Linked DNA regions of Danio rerio: region 1 is linked to region 2. A link is a contact called in public HiCAR-type data. All regions are on one chromosome and are shown on one strand. Each heading gives the region's core, a stretch centred on a gene start, on an enhancer-like site or on the middle of the called end of the contact. The rest is flanking DNA. Distances are from core to core; before and after follow the strand shown.

Region 1 (2,700 bases), core at 36-2,535, 250 kb before region 2:
TATTTATAATAGTTTCCTATATTTATTCTATATTTTACTTTTACTTTTTGAATGCTTGTATTTTAGGTTAAATACTATTGTTATTCTAATATTCTAGTTTCATTTGTTTTGTTTTATCGTAGTGTTTTGTTTTAACACTATTATTTTATTCCATTATTCTTGTTTTAGTCTTTTTCTGTTTCAGCCTGAACTCAAGAGAACATGTAAGTATTGTAGGTTTTGAAAGTTTAGTGGCTAATTCAATCCCAAGTGTCATTCATCCAAGCAAATCGTGCTAAATTGTATGGGTTATATCGTACAAATTTATACAAATTAGCCACTGAATCAAAAAATTACGAATTGTGAGATTGCAATGTCTGTTTAATTAGGCATACACATTCACAAGTGTTTTTTTTTTTTCAAAACAGAAATACAAAATGTGTTACAAATATATATAAAAAAAAACTTTTATCACAACTTCACAACACTTGCTGAATTAGAAATACACTGTAACATCACATGAAAACACTACGATATACAGTTGAAGTCAATATTATTCACCCTCCTGTGAATTTTTCTTTTTTAAATATTTCCTAAATTATGTTTAACAGAGTCGGACATTTTCCACAGTATTTCCTATAATATTTTTTCTTCTGGAAAAAGTCTTATTTGTTTTATTTCAGCTAGAATAAAAGCAATTGAACATTTTTTACTTATTTATTTTAAGTTCAATATTATTTGCCCCCTTAAGCACTATTTTTTTTAATTGTCAGAACAAACCCTCATTATACAATGATTTGCTTAATTACATTAACTTGCCTAATTAACCTAGTTTTAAGCTGAATATTAGTGTCTTGAAAAATACCTAGTAAAATATGATGTACTGTCATCATGGCAAATATAAAAGAAATCAGAAATTAGTTATTAAAACTAATATGTTTAGAAATGTGTTGGGGGAAAAATATAGGTTGCATAATTCAGGAAGGCTTTAACTGTGTGCAGTCCATATGTGACAATTCTGTTCTGAACAATTAATATCTGCTGCCAAATATCCCCATTCCAAAAACAGATTCGCTGATACTAATCTTTGATTGGCTGTGCACTTTATTCCTCACAAACTTAAAATATCAGAACACATGTTTGTAGAAACTTCAGACTCATTTCCAACTAGCTACCCTTCTTAATCTCCCACACTTTAAGTGCACGTTAAAGTGTAGTTTATCAGTGCTGCAACAGGACTCTGCAGGAAGACTGACAGCTCTCTGACAGGAAGCTGATGGTGATAGGAGTAAATGGGAGAGGTGCTCTCACGCCCCAGGCTTGTCACCATGCCTGCAGCCTGTCATAATAAGACAGTGCTGACCGCTTGGGGTGACAGATTATAGAGCGTTTCCCCTGGAAGCGGTGAGTGCATGCGTGGCCTGACCAATTAGAAGCATCAGTGCTGCAGGTCTGTTTTAAAGAGTTTGCTGAAGTTTAAAGCCCAAGTACACTGAATAAAATGATTCATTGGATTTAGTGTGGTTAGTGGTTTCAAACTGTTTATATGGGTTGAATTTAAACAAATTTAATTTAGTAAAATTCAACTTAATTTAACAACCATGTTTGTTAATGCACATTGCCCCTTTGTGGCGCATTGCTACAAACACTATTGTCATTCATTTTGCTTCAGCTTAGTCCCTTATTTATCAGGAGTCGCTACAACAGAATAAACTGCCAACTTATTCAGCATATGTTTTATGCAGTTGACCTTCCATTTACAACCCAGTACTGGGAAACACCCATACACTCACATGCACACACACATAAACACTTTGGCCAATTTAGTTTATCCAATTCACTTATACCGCATATCTTTTGACTGTGGGGGAAACCGGAACACCCAGAGGAAACCCATGTCAACATGGGGAGAACATGTAAACTCCATTCCAAAATGGCAACTGGCCCAGCTAGGACTCAAAGCAGCGACCATCTTGCTGTGAGGCGACAGTGCTAACCATTGAGCCATCGTGCCATAGGTTGGTTGTTACTTTAAATAATTCTTAAAAATTACGTCAATGATTGTGTTTGTCCATATTTTCTCTAATTTTATGTTGTGACAACTTAAATTTTTTTCCAAGTATAGCTTATTAGATTCAAATGCATCTCATTGTGACTTGTTTAAATCTTGTGGGCTGCAGTTTATGATGGTGTATCCTCAAAATAAGTGTTATAATTTTTGCACCTTTTATGCTCATCCCCCTCCACATCTCTCTAGGAAAAAAAAAATGATTTCATCTTAACTTCCAGACAACGTAATGAGCAAATGAATCACACCTTTTTATTCGGCGCTGTGATTTCTCACTCTTTGCCTGAGCAGCGCGGCGAAGCTGAAAGCTCTCACCTCTGCTGCCAGATCTTGAAGTGCTCAGAGTCCCTGCAAATTGTCTCTCATCCTCTCGTTTATCTGCTCAGGGAGAAAAGCCCTCCGTATCTCTCATGTCGCCTGTTAACACGGACATGATGTTCCTCTTCAGAGCCCTCCAAATGGAGCTGTGATACATTCTTATCCATCCGTCAGGAGCTGTTTCTATTCTCTGAAGATTTTGAGCTTGTTTTGACATGTTATGCAACTATTTTTATTGTATAATTTAGCTTTATTTCTTGCTAAGTAAATTTTTGCTATCGTTGTTTGATCTAGTTAGTTATGCTTATGCAACACAGTTCTTGAGGATCATTTAA
Region 2 (2,700 bases), core at 73-2,572:
TCTTCAGTTGTTGTGCAAAATTACTCAAACTAATGCACCAGGCTATATGACTGCATATGATGGTTATATAAGTGGGCAAAAACCTCTAAATGCCATCTGAAATTTTCTTCTAAAGTTACCATTTTTCCCTGGCTCTTGTGTGCATGTTCAGTAATTTTGTTTAACAAAACACAACAAAGCTAATGTAAACACAACGCTCATTTTAGAAGGAAATTTCAGGTGGCATTTAGAGATTTTTGCATCTGAACTCTTCAAATAGATACAGATAATTGTACATTTGCTGTCTAACTGAAAAATTATCATTATCAAATAATAATAATCATCATTATTATTAATTTATTTAATTTTATTATTATTTGTATCATTATTACTATTTTTTTACTATTTTATTATTATTATTATTGTTATTACAAATTATTATTGTTATTGTTTATTATTATTTTACTATTATTATTATTAATATTATTAATTTTAGTCATAATTTTTATAATAATAATAATAATAATAATTATTATTATTATTATTATTATTATTATTATTAGTATTATTATTATTATTATTATTATTATTATTATTATTATTATTATTATTTAATCAAAGCCAAATATTCATCCATAATTCAAACTTAACTTATTAATGGCAGGCAAATGAGTGCTTTTTACCCGTTAAGAAAATTTTGCAAAATACCGTTTGGTATTTTTTCCCCATATTTTTGTCTTATTGTATTTTTTATTTATTTATTTTTTGTTGGAAAACAAGACAAAACATTCATCTGCTTTATCTGTTAATTCTTGCCATAAATAAATGTAGAAATTAATAATGAAAGTGTGAATGAAAGCAAAAGTTATCTCTTTGGTGCTGATGTCTGTGGGTGTCAACATTCTGTCAACAAACTGAAGTGCACCTTTTTGTTCATAATCCCTCAATTTAAATGCCTAAAATTGACTTTCTCATTGTCATAAATAAAATAATGACATTTGACAGCATCGAGTGCCGGAAAATAAACCGAGGAGATGTTTACAGAGGAGAGTTTACACTCATGTGGATAGTTGGGTCCATTTAGGGACTTTGATGTTTGAAAGCCAACTTCACCAAGAAAAAAGGAACATTATAACATTGTTTCAGAACAAAACAATCTATCTACAGGTGTGAGAGCACCCTTAAAGAAGTTTGCTTTGGCTGCAGGCCAGTTAGGGATCACTTTAGCAGTGTTTGAATGAGAAAGATCCTCTCCCGGTTAGTCAAGTTTCAGTGGCCCTGTCCAATGTCGCCCACACCCTACTACAAAAACCACATGCAAAATCCCTCCGTCCACCCACAACATCCTGGATCCCCTAATGTGGGCCTCCAGCTCTGCATTTACACCGGGCCAGGTGACGTACCTCACCCTCTCCCTGCCATATGGCACTGCATTCCCCCCTTTGGTCATACGCCGAGATGGATAATGGCTTATTCGAAGCCGTATTACAGAAATCCACACTGTTTCTCTGAACAAAAGGCTCTTTTGAAAAGGCTGAAGGTGTGGGAGATGTGCCATGAGCTGCGGAGGGAGACTTAAAGGGAGTTCGAATGACGTCCAGAGAGAAGGACATGCCCTGTGGACGGATCAGGTGGAACACTAGGAATGCTGGGACCACTAAGGGTCTCGCTTTTGCACTTATAGTCTAATTGGCCCCAGTGATGGCCAGGTTATGATCATGCTGGAATTTATAGCTATTGCTTATATTAGAGCAGCAGATCTGGGCTCCCGACACTTATAAACATGTTTGGCTCTTTATTAGTGGGGAGGATGTTTACACAGGCTCATGGAGGTGTGTGTGTGTGTGTGTGTGTGTGTGTGTGTGTGTGTGTGTGTGTGTGTGTGTGTGTGTGTGTGTGTGTGTGTGTGTGTGTGTGTGTGTGTGTGTGTGTGTGTGTGTGTGTGTGTGTGTGTGTGTGTGTGTGTGTTTGTGTGTGTTTGTGTGTGTTTGTTTGTGTTTGTGTGTGTTTGTGTGTTGGAAGGATGTCCAGGTATTTTAATAGGGCAGTAAAGCTGTATTTTGTTGTGAGTTGTGTTGGTGTACTTATGAACAGGATAAAGCTTTACTTGGAGTACAGAGCAAGAGATGTGGTAAAATTTTATAAATATAAATTATATGTATAAAAGTAATATATATATATATATATATATATATATATATATATATATATATATATATATATATATATATATATATATATATAGGTTGAGTTTATTATGATTTTTTTCATACACTCACCAGCCGTTTTATTAGGTACACCTTAGTATTAAAGGGTTGGACCCCCATTTGCCTTCAGAACAGCCTTGATCCTTCATGGCAGAGATTCAACAAGGTACGGGAAATATTCCTCAGAGATTTTGCTCCATATTGACATGATAGCATCACACAGTTGCAACAGATTTGTCGCTGCACATCCATGATGCGAATCTCCCGTTCCACCACTTCCCAAGGGTGCTTTGTAGGATTGAGATCTGGTGACTGTGGAGGCCATTTGAGTACAGTAAACTCATTGTCATGTTCAAGAAACCAGTCTGAGATGATTCGTGCTTTGACATGGCACGTTATCCTGCTAGAAGTAGCCATCAGAAGGTCAGTAACAATACTCAGGTAGGCTGTGGCGTTGACACAAATGCTCAATTTTTATGAATGGGCCCAAAGTGTGTCCAGAAAATATCCCCCA

The links. HiCAR-type assays count read pairs that join an accessible place to other places.
Region 1: a HiCAR-type map of caudal fin shows a contact between it and region 2, with 10 times the contacts expected there. The contact joins two enhancer-like sites. A contact is called at or near these places in 5 of 18 Hi-C or Micro-C datasets (caudal fin, embryo and an unstated tissue) and 1 of 4 datasets of contacts at active chromatin or transcription factors (caudal fin).

What each region holds. Positions count from the first base shown.
Region 1 is chr11:38,115,521-38,118,220 of GRCz12tu, reverse strand. All of the region lies in intron 2 of LOC141376652 (a long non-coding RNA gene), which reads left to right. Among named protein-coding and RNA genes, the nearest start is that of arl8bb, 25 kb to the left of the region's middle. Within about 2 kb of position 1,285, at least 15 of the 62 cell types and tissues checked have an H3K27ac peak or open chromatin away from gene starts, as enhancers often do.
Region 2 is chr11:37,864,228-37,866,927 of GRCz12tu, reverse strand. The region is part of intron 9 of sema3fb (sema domain, immunoglobulin domain (Ig), short basic domain, secreted, (semaphorin) 3Fb); the gene reads left to right. Among named protein-coding and RNA genes, the nearest start is that of zgc:112970, 59 kb to the left of the region's middle. Within about 2 kb of position 1,322, at least 7 of the 62 cell types and tissues checked have an H3K27ac peak or open chromatin away from gene starts, as enhancers often do.